Regions from separate parts of the Callithrix jacchus genome. Here region 1 is linked to region 2. A link is a contact called in public Hi-C data. All regions are on one chromosome and are shown on one strand. Each heading gives the region's core, a stretch centred on a gene start, on an enhancer-like site or on the middle of the called end of the contact. The rest is flanking DNA. Distances are from core to core; before and after follow the strand shown. Region 1 has its middle 37 kb from the start of SRSF5. Region 2 holds the start of SUSD6 (sushi domain containing 6).

What was found. A called contact is a pair of places that touch in the nucleus more often than the background predicts.
Region 1: a Hi-C map of induced pluripotent stem cells shows a contact between it and region 2, with 3 times the contacts expected there. The contact joins the enhancer-like site here to the promoter of SUSD6 in region 2. A contact is called at or near these places in 2 of 3 Hi-C or Micro-C datasets (induced pluripotent stem cells and skeletal muscle).

What each region holds. Positions count from the first base shown.
Region 1 is chr8:104,707,742-104,715,228 of calJac240_pri, forward strand. No RefSeq gene overlaps it. Among named protein-coding and RNA genes, the nearest start is that of SRSF5, 37 kb to the right of the region's middle. Within about 2 kb of position 4,245, at least 3 of the 16 cell types and tissues checked have an H3K27ac peak or open chromatin away from gene starts, as enhancers often do.
Region 2 is chr8:104,589,577-104,596,895 of calJac240_pri, forward strand. It overlaps SUSD6 (sushi domain containing 6), which reads left to right and starts at 4,564. Exons shown (of 6, transcript XM_078335251.1): 1 at 4,564-4,798.

The sequences.
Region 1 (7,487 bases), core at 2,995-5,494, 120 kb after region 2:
CTCCTTGTCAAGTTTTTCTGTTTTTTATTAGAAACGTTCAAAACAACTGGCCGGTCACGGTGGCTCAAGCCTGTAATCCCAGCACTTTGGGAGGCTGAGGCGGGTGGATCATAAGGTCAACAGATCAAGACCATCCTGGTCAACATGGTGAAACCCCGTCTCTACTAAAAATACAAAAAATTAGCTGGGCATGGTGGCGCGTGCCTGTAATCCCAGCTACTCAGGAGGTTGAGGCAGGAGAATTGCCTGAACCCAGGAGGCAGAGGTTGTGGTGAGCTGAGATCGTGCCATTGTACTCCAGCCTGGGTAACAAGAGCGAAACGCCATCTCAAAAAAAAAAAAAAAGAAAAAGAAAAAGAAAAAAAGAAACGTTCAAAACAAATAAAGCTATTTTATAGTAAGAGTAATACATATTAAAACATCAGAAATAATGTTTTTTCACCTCAGGTTGGGAAAAGAAAAGGCTTAAAAGTATCTAGTAGGAGGCCTGGCGAGGTGGCTCATGCCTGTAATCCCAGCAATTTGGGAGGCTGAGGTGGGCGGATCATGAGGTCAGGAGATTGAGACTATCTTGACAACATGGTGAAAACCCATCTCTACTAAAAATACAAAAAAATTATCTGGGCATGGTGCCACGTGGCTGTAGTCCCAGCTACTTGGGAGGGTGAGGCAGGAGAATCGCTTGAACCTTGGAGGCGGAGGTTGCAGTGAGCTGAGATTGTGCCACTCCGCATTCCAGCCTGGTGACAGAGCAAGACTCCATCTCAAAAAAAAAAAAAAAAAATCTAGTAGGAATGTAAATTGGTACATTTTCCATGGAGAGCAATTTGGCAACAACCATCAAAATTACAATGTCGGGCCTGACATGGTGGCTCACATCTGTAATCCCAGCACTTCGGGAGGCTGAGGCAGGCTGATCACCTGAGGTAAGGAGTTTGAGATCAGCCTGGCTAACATGGCAAAACCCCGTCTCTACTAAAAATACAAAAAATTAGCCAGGCGTGTTGGCATGCACCTGTAATCCCAGCTACTCAGGAGGCTGAGGCAGGAGAATCGCTTAAACCTGGGAGGCGAAGGTTGCAGTGTGCTGAGATCATGCCACTGCACTCCAGCCTGGGTGATAGAGACTCAGTTGCTTAAAAAAAAAAATCGCAGTGTACTTCCTTATCTTCTTCCCTTACTGAACCCATTCAGTCCTTAAGACAATAGGTGAGGGCAAAGAAGAGTTACATATTCAGAAAGAGGGAACGACCCCAGCCAACACAAACAGAATGAAGCCTGCAATGCCAGATTGGAATTGGAGATGATGTGAACTCCTGGTTTTCAATATACATAATTGATATAGAAATAAATATAGAAGTACTGTGGATTTGCTGGCATATACACAGTCACACACACACACAGAGATTCTCCAGCTCTTCCCAGAGGACTTGCTAGCAGTGATACCCCAATAGCAGTGAGTACCCCTGGCATGCAGATCTTTATTTTAAAATAGTATTTTCAGCTGGGTATGGTGACTCATGCCTGTAATCCCAGCACTTTGGGAGGCCAAGGTGGGTGGATCATTTGAGGTCAGGAGTTCCAGACTAGCCTGGCTAACATGGTAAAACCTTGTTTCTACTTTAAAGAAAAATAGCTGGGCGTGATGGCATGTGCCTGTAATCTCAGCTACTTAGGAGGCTGAGGCGGGAGAATCACTTGAACCTGGGAGGTGGAGGTTGCAATGAGCTGAGATTGTGCCACTGCACTCCAGCCTGTGCTACAGAGCCTCCGTCTCAAAAAATAAGTGAGTAAAATAATGCTGTCCATGAAAAGGACCCAGGGCTTTTTGGAGAAATGGCTGATTCCAGAGCTGAGGCAGGCAGGCAGACTGCAAGATGAGCCTGGAACATACTGTATCAGAAAGCAAGAAAGTGCTCCAAGAATGGTAGGCACATGCCCGAAAGATTCCCACTGAAAGGGGCTTCTACTGGCCAGTTCAGGGACATTTTGAGCATCAAAATAAATAATGATTACAATGGATTACAATCCATTGAATAAAACAGAAGACTAGGAATCCACAGAGATAAATTTCACGGTAGAGATGCCCAACAAACATTGCTTTAGTCAGTGGGAAAAATAAAAATCGTGTACCAACTGATAGGCGGCACCAAGTGAACACAGATATGCCATGGTATTCCTGCAGAATGCAACCTACACCAGTTGTGGAAGAGGAAATGAGACAGACCCAAAGTGAGCCGTATTTCACTAAATAACTGGCCTGTAATCTGTAAAATGTCAAGGTCATGAAAATTAAAGGAAAGCTGGGAGCGGTGGCTCACACCTATAATCCCAGCACTTTGGGAGGCTGAGACGGGTGGATCACGAGGTCAGGAGTTCAAGACCAGCCTGGCCAAGATGGTGAAACCCTGTCTCTATTAAAAATACAAAAATTAGCTGGGCATGGTGGCCTGTAATCCCAGCTACTTGGGAGGCTGAGGCAGAGAACCTCTTAAACCTGGGAGGCGGAGGTTGCAGTGAGCTGAGATCGTGCCACTGCACTCCAGCCTGGATGATAGAGCAAGACTCTGTCTAAAAAAAAAGCAAGGGAAAATCTGAGGAAGGGTTCCAGACTGAGGGAGCTAAGAGACATGAATAAAGAGAAATGTAACATGATTCTGAACTGGGTCCTTTTGCGATAAAAGATATTACTGGGACAAAACTCAATGGGGTCTGAGGATTCAATGTGGTAACTTCTGGTTAACTTCTTGATTTGACAGCTGTGGTTATGTAGGAGAAAATCCTTGCTGGTGGGAAACACACATTAAAGTATTGGGAGGGGGTTGGGAAAAATACTCTAAATGCTTCAGGAAATGTTCTCTAAGTTTGTGATTGTTTCTAAACAACATTATTTGGATAATGCACACTTTGAAATGATACGAAATTCTTTCACCCTGGAAATTCTATGTCTTAGTTTCTTCCTGTTGCTATAACCCCATACCTTAGAATAAGTAATTTATAAACAATAGAAAGTTCCCACTGTGCTGGAGGCTGGGAAGTCAAAGGGCAGGGCACCCGCAGATTCGGTGTCTGGTGAGGGCCGCTCTCTGCTTCCAAGATGGCACTTTTCTGGCTGCATCCTCCCCTGATGGTAGGGGCAAAAGGGATGATTCCTACATCCTCATGTGGCAGAAGAGATGGAAGGGCCCAAAGAGGCCTGGCTAGTGCCCTCCAGCACTTTCATAAAGGCATGAATCCCATTTGCCAGGGTGGAACCCTCACGACGTAATCACCTTCCAAAGGCCTCACTTTCTAATACCACACCTTGGGGTTTATGTTCCAACATATAAATTTTGGAGGGACACATACATTCAAACCAGGAATTGCAGGAATTTTTCCTAGCGATACTTTGCTCATGTGTGTAAGTGGGGAAATGCATAGGTATTAGCTAGGCAAGGAGGGTTCCAAATTAAAGGCACAACACCTCATGAACCCTGAAACAGAACATGCTTGGAAGGAGAGAGTGGAGTGAGATGATGATGCTGGGGAACCAGGTAGAGTCTCGTAGGTAGGTCATGAAAAAAGCTGGGCATTGCTGCTGGGCACAGTGGCTCACATCTGTAATCCCAGCACTTTGGGAGGCTGAGGCAGGCAGATCACGAGGTCAGAAGATCGAGACCATTCAGGCTAACACGGTGAAACCCTGTCTCTACTAAACATGCAAAATATTAGACAGATGTGGTGGCACACACCTGTAATCCCAGCTACTTGAGAGGCTGAGGCAGGAGAACCTGGGAGGCAGAGGTTGCAGTGAGCCGAGATCGCGCCACTGTACTCCGGCCTGGGCGACAGAGCCTGACTCCATCTCAAAAAAAAAAAATATTTGGGCATCGCCTAAGAGCAACGGGGAACCATTGCAGGATTGCAGCAAGGGGGGTAAATAGTCTTCTTTCCCCACTGCCATGCCCTTCGCCTGGCAGCCGTCCTCACGCGCAGAAAGCCCAGCTTTGGCTCAGCTCACAGTACCAGAGCACATCCTTCTGCCTGTGCGGACCTGGGTGCTCGCCACCCTCAAGGCCGTGTGTGCAACCCCACCCAGGCTCAGCAGCACCCCCGGGGCCTGCAGCAGAGGCCGGAGGAGGCACCACGGGCAGCTCAGATCCAAGGCCTCAAGGGGGCGCCGGGCGGGCAGGGCCAGGGCCAAGGCAGAGGATCCGAATTCCTCCCTCTGACCGGAAAAAAAGCCACTTTCCCTGGGAAGAACTCGAAGAAGTTGGATGTCCGATCTTGATCTTGGATTTGGGGTCCCGGGCCCGCGGGCTACTCACCGGACCGGGAGCCCACGAAGCAGGGCCGGCTCAGCGCGCTGGCGCCATCTAGTGTCGGATGAGGATGCGGCCCTCTGCAGCTGGAGGGGACACTTGGGCTTGGGGTTGACAAGTTAGCTCCCAGGTTCTGCAAAGCAGGGGTCAGCGGGAAGTCGGGGTGTGACAGCCGGGGCCTCCGGGGAGTGGGGGGGGGGCGACCTAGGAGTTTTTGAGAAACCGACTCCTGCTTGAACTCTGTATTCTGTTTCCTAGAGCTGCCATAACAAATTACCAGTAACTGGGTGGCTTACGGCAGCAGAAGTGTCTTCTCTCACAGTTCTGGAGGCCTGAAGTCGGAGATCAGGGCGTGCGTAGGGCCGTGCCCCTCTGCTGGCTCTAGGGAGAGTCTTTCCTGGCCTCTTTCTAGCTTCCAGCGGCAGCCCGCAGTCCTTGTTGTGGGTTTGGTTACAGATGCCTCACTCCAGCCTCTGCCTTCCTGTATGTCCAGGCTCACGTCTCCTTCTTCCTGTAAGAACACGGTCGTAGGATTAGAGCCCACCCAATCTAGTGGGACTCATCTTAACCTGATCACAGAGGAAAGACTCCATTTCCACCTACGATCACATTCACAGGAAACAGCACTCGGACATATCTTTTCCGGGGTTCACAGTTCCACCCTCTACAGAATCCTTTGGCTCAACAGATGCTCCTGCAAGGTGCCAGGCTGGTGCTGAGGGCTGAGCACACGGGGCTGCTCTGTCCTTGAGGTTCTCACGACTGGCACTAACAGTGTCGTCACTGGTCTCTATCCCCCTTAAACCTTGACTCCTCAGTGCCTAGCAGGACCCCCAGAGGCTCTGTACTTCACTGCACTAGGAAGGAAGGATGGAGGAGGGGCAGGAGAGAGGAAAGAAGAGCTGCGGGAATGATGCAGGGAGACTACTCCTCCCCGGTGAAGGAGGTGCACAGCAGTTGGCTAGGGCTTTACGGAGCAAGTGCTGTTCCAGCTGGGTCTTGAACCAACACTAGTTTGGTTGTCAGGCAGAAGAGATGGGCCAGGGGGAGAGGCCTTCTAGGCAGATCTAACAGGTGGGCAATGCCCAGTTGTGAGTGGAGTCATGAGGTTGCGGAGTATTGGGGAGTGTGAGAATCAGGTGTGGTTGGATGGGAGGGTGTGGGGCGAGGCACTGTCACATGGCCCAGACCTGGAGACTGTAGCTCTATGCTGAAGGGCTTTGAGAGCCATTCTCTTAGCTTGAAGTATCTTGCAGGTGGGCACCCTAGAGGGTTTTAAAGCATGTGCATGAACCAGCGATCCATAGAATATCCTACTTTAGAGATATAAATTATTATTATATTTGAGACAGTGTAGGACTGTGATCTGATCTGATACATGCTGTCCTTTAATATCTGAGTTAAATATGTTACTGGCTCCCAAGAGAGGATTCTTGGATCTCCCGCAGTCCACAGAACAAAGTGAGAGCAAGTTTATGAAGAAAGTAAAGGAGTAAAAGAATGGCTACTACATAGACAGAGCTGTGGCATGGGATGCTCAGCTGACTATATTGATAGTTATTTCTTGAGTATATGCTAAACAAGGGGTGGATTAGTCATGAGATTTCCAGGAAAGGAGTGGGAATTCCTGGAACTGAGGGTTCCTCCTCCTTTTAGACCATATGGGGTAACTTCTGGACATTGCCATGGCATTTGTAAAAGGTCATGGTGCTGGTGGGAGTGTCTTTTAACATGCTAATGCATTATAATTCATGTATAATGAGTAATGAGGATGACCAGCAGTCTCATTATCATCTTCGTTTTGGTGGGTTTTAGCTGGCTTCTTTACTGAATCCTAGTTTATTAGTGGGGTCTTTGTGACCTGTATCTTGTGACCTCCTAGCTCATTCTGTGACTTAGAATGCCTAACTTCTTGGGAGTGCAGCTAAGTAGGTCTCAGCCTTATTTTACCCGGCCCCTATTCAAGATTAGTCATTCTGGTTTGAACACCTCTGACAAACATGTTTATCTTTCTTATAGTTACGAATACGTTTGGATCTATCATATTTGGTATGAGCTCTTTATTGTCTTCTTTTTACTTTTTCCTGTCTTCTTTTGGATTAAAAATGTTATTGATTTTCTACAATCTCTATTTTTCCCTTGGACAAAATCCATAAGATTCTATTTCTATTCTTTTGGAAGTCAATGTTGGGTCTCAGAAATTGATAGCCAAAATATGGCACTTTGACATGCTGGACTAAAGAAGAGGGCTTATGGTCTTTGACCTTCCCCCAACTCCTGTTTCTGAATTCTCTGTTTCTCTCAAAGCACAGAATGAGGCTATTTTCTGAAGTTTCCAGGTGCTTGGGAGTTGATTAAAAAAAAAAAAAAATGAAGTTCCCTTATCTACCTAGAAATCAGATCCCCAAATAGGACCACGATTGCCTTCCTTCCTCTCCCTAAAATCTCATTATCTGTTTAAATATCGTTATCTCAGAAAATTGAGACTGAAGAATGCAACCACACCTGGATTAACTTCTTCACAAGATATTTATTTATTTTCTGAGACAAGGTATCACTCTGTCACCCAGGCTGCAGTGCAATGGCCAAACATGGCTTACTGCAGCCTCAACCTCGCAGGCTCAAGTGATCCTCCTGTCTCAGCCTCCTAAGTAGCTGGGACTATAAGCATGTGCCACCACGCTTAATTTTTTGATATTTTTTGGAGACTGGGTCTCTCCATGTTGCCCAGGCTAGTCTTGAACTCCTGGACTCAAGCAATCCTCCTGCCTCAACCTCCCAAAGTGCTGGGATTACTGGCTTGAGCTACCAAACCTGGTTTTTTTCACAAGATGATGTCTGCCTCTTGGGCACATCCAAATTCCAAAGAGAATTATTTACAAGTTAATTTCTGTTTTCCAGGTCCATTAATTTCCCCCGAAAACCATTTATTCTTACACTCCCCACTTTCCGCTCCCCATTGCAGAGGGTATTTAAGTGTCAGCCATTTGGCTCTATCCTTGAGTTTTCATATTTTGTAGACTTCAGTGTATGTGTTTTCTGTTGTTAACCTGTCTTTTTTTTTATAAGAGTCTCTCTTGTGATTCCTTATAATGAGCACAAAAGAGATTACTCCCTTTCTGCCCCTACATCAGCTAACTTTTTCTTTAAAAAATTGAAGTTATTCATTATTTCTCTTCTCCTCTA
Region 2 (7,319 bases), core at 3,314-5,813:
GAAGGGTTGCCCTGGTGATGATGCAGTATCACAAATTCAGATAACCACCTGAGCCCAGATCTTCCTCCTCTGGAGTGGGAGTTGCTTCTCAGCTCCTGCTGGCCTAGCCCTGCAAAACCCACCCATTTTGGACCCTGCCATTCTTCAGTGAGTGTGGCCAGAATACTTCCGCCTCCCCTGGGGTCAAACAGGTTTACTTTCACAGGGCTTTGAAGGCTGCCCAAGGAATCTTGAATCAAAACATGAAACTCATGCTAATTTCCATAGAGATAAGCTCCTGACCTCTAGGTGCCTCAACTTCCTTAGACGTAAAATTGGGGACAATAATGTCTCTTCATTTTATGGGGATGTTGTAAGGATAAAAGGAGATGGTATGCAAAAAAGCACTTTTTTAAAAAGCAAGAGATATATGAGGACAATTTCAGTCTTTATTTGCTATTTTTATTGGGGGGGTGGGAGGAGCCACATGGTTTATTTGGAAATGTGTGACCTTTGGACAGACAAACAAGAATGAATTCTCGTTTTGCAACATACATACTATGTGGTTTTGATATGTCAAAAAAAATCTCTCTGAGCCTTGCTTGTAAATGGTGTTAATGATAATTAACTTGGCGGACTGTTGCCAAAATTAGAGGTTACACATATAAAGTCCCTACCAAGCACCTGACACATAGTAGGTGATTTGTAAATAGTAGCTGTCATTATTACTATTATATGTAATGACCATAGCAACTGAGATTCCATGTACTTATTCTGAACCTTTTCTCTTACTTTCAGAGGGCCAAACTCCTCTGCCCTGCCCACTCTTTGTTAGATTCCTGGGAGATGAAGGGAATACCATGCCTCCTGACTCTTATTACAGGAGTGACTACCTCATCCTGGTTGGCCCAGGACTGTCCTAATTCTGGCATTGGAAGTCCCATTTGCCAGGAATCCCCTTAGTCCCAGGCAAACTGGGATGGTTGGCTATTCTACTCACCACCAACTGGGACTAATCTAACCCCCCATGCCATTTTCTGACACCTAGATTTAGAGTAGAGTATTAAGTTTTGTGCTGGAAATCAGTCAGGTGCGGTTGCTCATGGCTGTAATCCCTGCACTTTGGGAGGAAGCAGGCTGATCACTGAGATCAGGAGTTTGAGACCAGCCTGGCCAACAGAGTGAAACTCCGTCCCTACTAAAAATACAAAACTTAGCTGGGTGTGGTGGTGGGTGCCTGTAATCCCAGCTACTTAGGAGACTGAGGCAGGAGAATTGCCTGAACCCAGGAGGTGGAGGTAGCAGTGAGCCGAGATTGCACCATTGCACTCTACCTAGTCTGGGCAACAGGGCAAGACTCCGTCTCAAAAAAAAAAAGAATTTGTGTTAGAAATCTGGAAGGACCCAGGAATATTAGCTCAAAGAGCCATCTTAAGTCCTTTTAGAATAAGAAAGGGTCTGAATTAAAAAGTGAAAATAAAAAATTAGCTCTGGTTTAAAATTCATTATGTTAGGTGGGAGAAACAAAAAATCAATTATAAACACCACATATTTGTATTATTCCATTTATAGGAAGCACTCAGAATAGGCAAATCTATAGAGACAGAAAGTAGATTATTGGTCGTCTAGGGAGGGAGTCAGGGAAGGTGGTTGGGAGGGAGGAAATGGGTAGTGACTGCTAATAAGTACAGAAGTTTTTTTTTAGGGTCATGAAACTGTTGTAAAATATTGTACAACTCTAAATATACTAAAATCCATTGAATTGTTCACTCAATCTACAATTGTACATGCACAAATTTGTACAATTTGTAAAGTTATACAAAATAAATGTACAAATTTAAACTGTGAATTGGTGGTATGTGAATATCTCAATAAAGCTGTTAATTAATTAATTTATTTATTTGAGACAGAGCTCGCTTTGTCACCCAGGCTGGAGTGCAGTGGCACGATCTTGGCTCACTGCAGCCTCTGCCTCCCGGGTTCAAGCAATTCTTGTAACTAGCCTCCCACATAGCTTGATTACAGGCGTGTGCCACCATGCCTGGCTAATTTTTGTATATTTAGTAAAGACATGGTTTGCCGTATTGGCCAGGCTGGTCTTGAATTCCCGGACTCAAATGATCGGCCTGCCTCGGCCTCCCAAAATGCTGGGATTACAGGCATGAGAAAGCTGTTAAATTAAAAATATATATCTTAAAAGTTTTAAACCATTTTAATTAATCTACCATCTCTTCCACTTGAAAATGTCTAAGTCTAAATTACTCTTAGCATTCATCTTGTGAGATCTTTTCAATGGCAGAAAGATGATACTCACCCTAGGCCAGGAAGTACCATTCCATTTTGCAGGTGAGAACAGCAAGGCTTATAAGCAGAATGTAACAGGGGCTTTTCATCAGCTCTACAGAGGAGGCCATTGGAACTTCAGGTAGGAGGGGAAAAGCAGACAGGAAAGGCTGGCAAGCCAGCATTTATAAAGGGAGGAGACTCGACCCTGATTCTGGCAATTCAAAGCAGAAGGAAATGGATACTAAACTGGGGCTCTAAGAAAGTGCCACAGAAAAGTAGAACTTGGGAAGATTCTGAAGGGTAAGTAAGAAGATTCTGAAGGAGTTCTTCAGGATTGAGGAAACAGCAAGGGCACCTGGTTTGTGAGTGAGATGTAACAGGAGTGGCTTGTTAGAGACCAGCAGGTGGTATGGAGAGGCTGGAGTATAGGGTGTTTGGAGGGATGGAGAGCATCTGGTCCAGATTGTGGAGAGCACAGGCTACTACAGTCCTTGCTCTCCACAATCTCCCAGACCCCTAGTGTCCGCAGAATGAAACTGCTGATGAGTTTGGTTTCATTCTGCGGACTCTGGGGGTCTGGGAGAGGATTTTTAGGCAGCAATGGACAGATCTGCATAGGGTCTCAAAAGGGACTTTATAAGGTGGCTGTTCTTGCATGAAGTCACTGGACCTGTTAATAGCAAGGGGTTTAGTTAGCTTGACAGATGATCTAATCTGAACCATCCACGCCTTCTTTCTTCCCTTTCCTCTTTCTTTTTCTCTTTCTCTCTATTGGGCTTCTCCAAGTCTTTCTCCATCCTTTTCCCTTGCTTCCTTCTCCCTTGTCCCATCCCTGAGCCTTGGGTCTGCCTGGCTTGTTCCTGTTGCCCACACCGATTTGGTTGTGCTCTGCTGCAGACTTCAATTTTCTAGTGGTCTGGGCAGTGCGGCCCCAAATGAGCAGGAAGGGAGGGGTACCAATCTTTTCTAGTGAATTGGGACCCAAGAAGGCAAGGAAGAAAAGGCAGAACAAGGATAGGCTTACCACAGGTATTACAGCAACAAGCCACAGGCAGCTGTGGGGCCCAAAAGGGAAGGGTTCTTTTGTGGACGGGCCTGTGTGCATGGGAAGGAGCATTCTCCTTGTTTCATTAAAGCTACTTCACAAGGACATGCCCTGTTAATTCACAGCACTTTTCCTGAAAGCATACTAGAACTAGGCCTGGAGAGACGCCCTGAGAAGGTGTATCCTTTTGTCCAAGAGCATCTGGGAGTAGAGGCCTCCCAGGCACAAGCTGCAGTAAAGACACAAGTCTGTACGTCCAGATGTGGACTCTACCACTGATTTACAAGTAGGAATGCTTTAACATTTATTGAGGACCTCTGAGACAGACACAGTGCAAGGCCCTGGGGCACAAAGATAAAAAGCCAGAGTCCTCCCAATCAAGGCCCCATGGCCCTGTAAACACATAAACTGAGGACACACTGCATGAGAGATCACCAATAAACGATGTGGCCATACACTGCACAAACTGCTCACTCAGTATGAGCTAGAAAATAGCCCCAGGAGGCAAGGCTCGAGGGAAAATACAGTTAGGAATGTGGCAGGGTTCTAGCCCGGGCTCTGCTAGTCCTGGCTCTGAACTGCGGTTTTCTCAACCTTGAGATCCCTTGTGTGCTTTTAGTATGCTGAAGGATAACTCACTTCGAAATGCTTGTGTACACACTCCCAAGTCCGACCCCACTGACTCACAATGGCTGGAGGTGGGCCCCGAATCTGCATTTTCACCCCCACCCACCCTCCGGGCAGCTTTAATGTTAGCAGGCTAGGAACCACAGTTTGGTGTACTGCTTTACCGGGAGATAATAACCTGCTTCAGAGATAGGTCAGACGAGCAATTCAAGAGCTAACAAGGCAACATGCGCCAAAAGCCTTGTAAACCTGAGGGCAGTACAATTCTTTACAAGTAATAGTAATTCAATAATGCAAATTAATAATAATAGTAAACGAACTGGAGAGCGCACTGAAACGCCGCACGATTCAGCTGGGTCCGTGCCACCGCCCATCCAATCCAGCGCAGAGACCGTCTCTTTAAGCTCCCCCCCTCCGCCCCCCCGCCACCGCGTCGCTTCTCCCGCGGGTACCCGGCCCCGCCGGCCGCGCGTGCGTGCGGAGCCTCCCGGCGGGGCGGTCTCTGCGGCGCGACGCCGGCACGACGCCGGCGCGACGCCCGCGCTGTTGCGTGCGCGCCTGGCCCCGCCCTTCCCTGCCCCCTCCCTTCCGCGGGGCCTCCCCCGCCCGCGCGGTACAGCTGGGTCAGTGACGCGGGCGCTACCGCCGCCGCCGCTACTGCTGCGTTCTAGTCTCCGAAGCCGGCGACCACCCCGCCGCCTCCCTCCCTCCCGCGCGCTTCCTCTGCCCACAGCGCCCGCCAGCGCGAGCCAGACAGGGCACGCGGGGCCTCGCTTAGACCTGAAAGGGTTGCGGGCGCGCGCAAGCGGCGGCGTGGAAGCAGTGAGCGCCCCCCTCCCGGAGGTCTCTGCCGGCTCCCGGGTGAGTTGTCACCGCGGCCGGGGGGCGGCAGGGCCGGCATTGTGCCACCGACGCGCCCGGCCGGCTGTCAGGGGCGCGGGGCCAGCGTACACCGCCGGGCAGGAACGCTGGCCGGAGCCCGAGCCGGCGCCGGCGGCTCCCCGCGCTTCTCGGCGTCGGCCCGCTGTCACCCGGCCGCGAACCGAGCCGCTGGGAGCCCGGCGCTGGCGTGGCGCGGCCGGCGGGCCGGCGGTGGGGGCTGCGCGGCTGGGGAGACCGGCGGCTGGTTTGGGGCCGGGAGCTTGGTGACTCGCGGTCCGGGGCGCGCCTTCCCGCGTCACTGCCCGGGCAGCGCCAGGAGAGCTGCACGCCGTGCCGGTAGGTGCAGAGGAGGTAGGCACAGGCCCTCTGTGCCACTGTCATTACTGCCCTCAGCGTAATAAAGCTGCGGGGATTGCGCTGGGGCAGGGCTGGCTTAGAGAGGGTGGATTTCCTGAGGAAATCTCAGAGCTCGTCTGTGCGCACCGCAGCATTCGGGAGCCCCGGCGCCTCGGCTGCTCTTTAATCTCAAAAACTTCTCTTCTTAACCAGGCTAAACTCCCCGAAACCAGCTCTTTTCTTTCAAAAAGTAGGCACGTATATACAGACTTTCCTTTTTCACTCTTAAGAGACCCCAGCTGTGAGTGTGGATCTGACTCTCCCTCATGGGAGTCGTGGCTGAGGAGCTGCTGAAGTGGAGAAAAGTTACCCTGGAAGAATTTAGGAGCAAGGGGGGAGGTGGTTATGGGGACCGCAAGACCCAGAAGCAAAGAGGCGTCAAAAAGCCTTGGGCTGGTTAAAGGGAAGCTGGCGTCTGGGCAGAGGCCTAAAGCTGTTGTTCCCACAGAATTTTCTCTCGGTGGCAGGCGACATGCTGGGCTTTGTTGCTCTTGCTAACTGGGCTTCTGTGCGCTCTTTCAGAGGTGCAGTAAGATACCCGCTTCAATTAGGCCTAGGGATTTACTCCCTTTTTTGATCTACAGAGATGGGAAGTGTCTTTCCACCCTTCACAGTAGTTATTTCATTTCTTGCTGTTTTCGTTCCTCTGGTGTAAAAAATACAGAGGAGTTATGCACACACACCTTTTCTGTTTTGGGAATTCCACACCCAAATTGTCACCATCAAGTGGAGGCTAGTAGAGACATGTGCTTGGCATTGACTTCTGAGTTCTCTGGCCTTTGTATATTTGACTAGAAGCATATTCAACCAGAAATTAAAATTTTCCTAGAGTTGGGGAGGTATGTCTGCACCTCAGGAAAGAAGGTATTTAAAATATGGAAAGGTTCTTGAGGACTTACTGAGTACCAAGCTTTGTGCTAAGGGCTTTACTTTCTTGAACTTATATAATAAACAACAGACTTTAGAGGTAGATATTATTCCCTTTCTTATAGTTGAGACTCAAACCAAACAAGTTAAATAATTTGCCCATGTCACATAGGTAGCTCATGGTGGAGCCCACACTCTGAACTACTAGTTTCTGGTTTGTTTACCTTTTGGTAAAAGTGAAATTGGAGTCTTTCTAAAACCTCCTCAAAGCACTGCTGCTTTGGGCTGTTTCTCAGATCATGAGCATTCTAAACTCTCTTCTTCAGGGTACCTGCTGATGGTATGTTTGCATAAGATTCATTTGTTCATTCTTTAATTCGGTACTCCCAAGTATTTATGTGATACAGAATGTATGCCAGGCACTGTGCTAGGTATTACCAATTCTGCATTAAGTCAGAATCTAGCTCTCATGGATTCAGTGTTTAAGTCAATTTGTTTTGGTTTGTGTTCGACTTTCGTTGGTGGCCATTTACTGCTGAAGGAACTTCTGCCCAGTGAGTTAGTCAAAGGACAATATTGGTATGAGTCCTGATCTTTTGAGCAATTAAGTAAATAAGTAATTTTTTGGATACTGTAGTAGAAATGGCATATGAAACAAATTCTCACTTACAACTAGATGGGAACAATGCCAGAGTGCTCCGTGTGTAAACCCTGAGAGCAAACCCACTGTCAAATGGCCAATTTGACTTCTTTCACTGAAGCCTGCCTTCTGAAAGCCCCGAATTTGGTTAAATAGAAGGGGAAGAAAGGTAGAATAAGGTGTTACTGATGCAGGCTGACAGATAAAGAGACCTCAGCACTGTTTTCCGGCCAGTTTCTGAGGTGTGGTGATTGAACTTGTGTTTGTTTGGTTTGGTTTTGTTTGAGATGGTGTCTTACTTTGTTACCCAGGCTGGAGTATAGTGGCACAGTCTTGGCTCACTGCAACCTCCGCCTCTCGGATTCAAGCGATTCTCCTGCCTCAGTCTCCTGAGTAGCTGGGACTACAGGTGCGTGTCACCATGCCTGGCTAATTTTTGTATTTTTAGTAGAGATGAGGTTTCACCTTGTTAGCCAGGCTGGTCTCGAACAACTGACCTTGTGATCTGCCCACCTTGACCTCCCAAAGTGCTGAGATTACAGGCATGAGTCACTGCACCCAGCCTGAACTTTTATGTTCTTATGTAATGGCGCATCT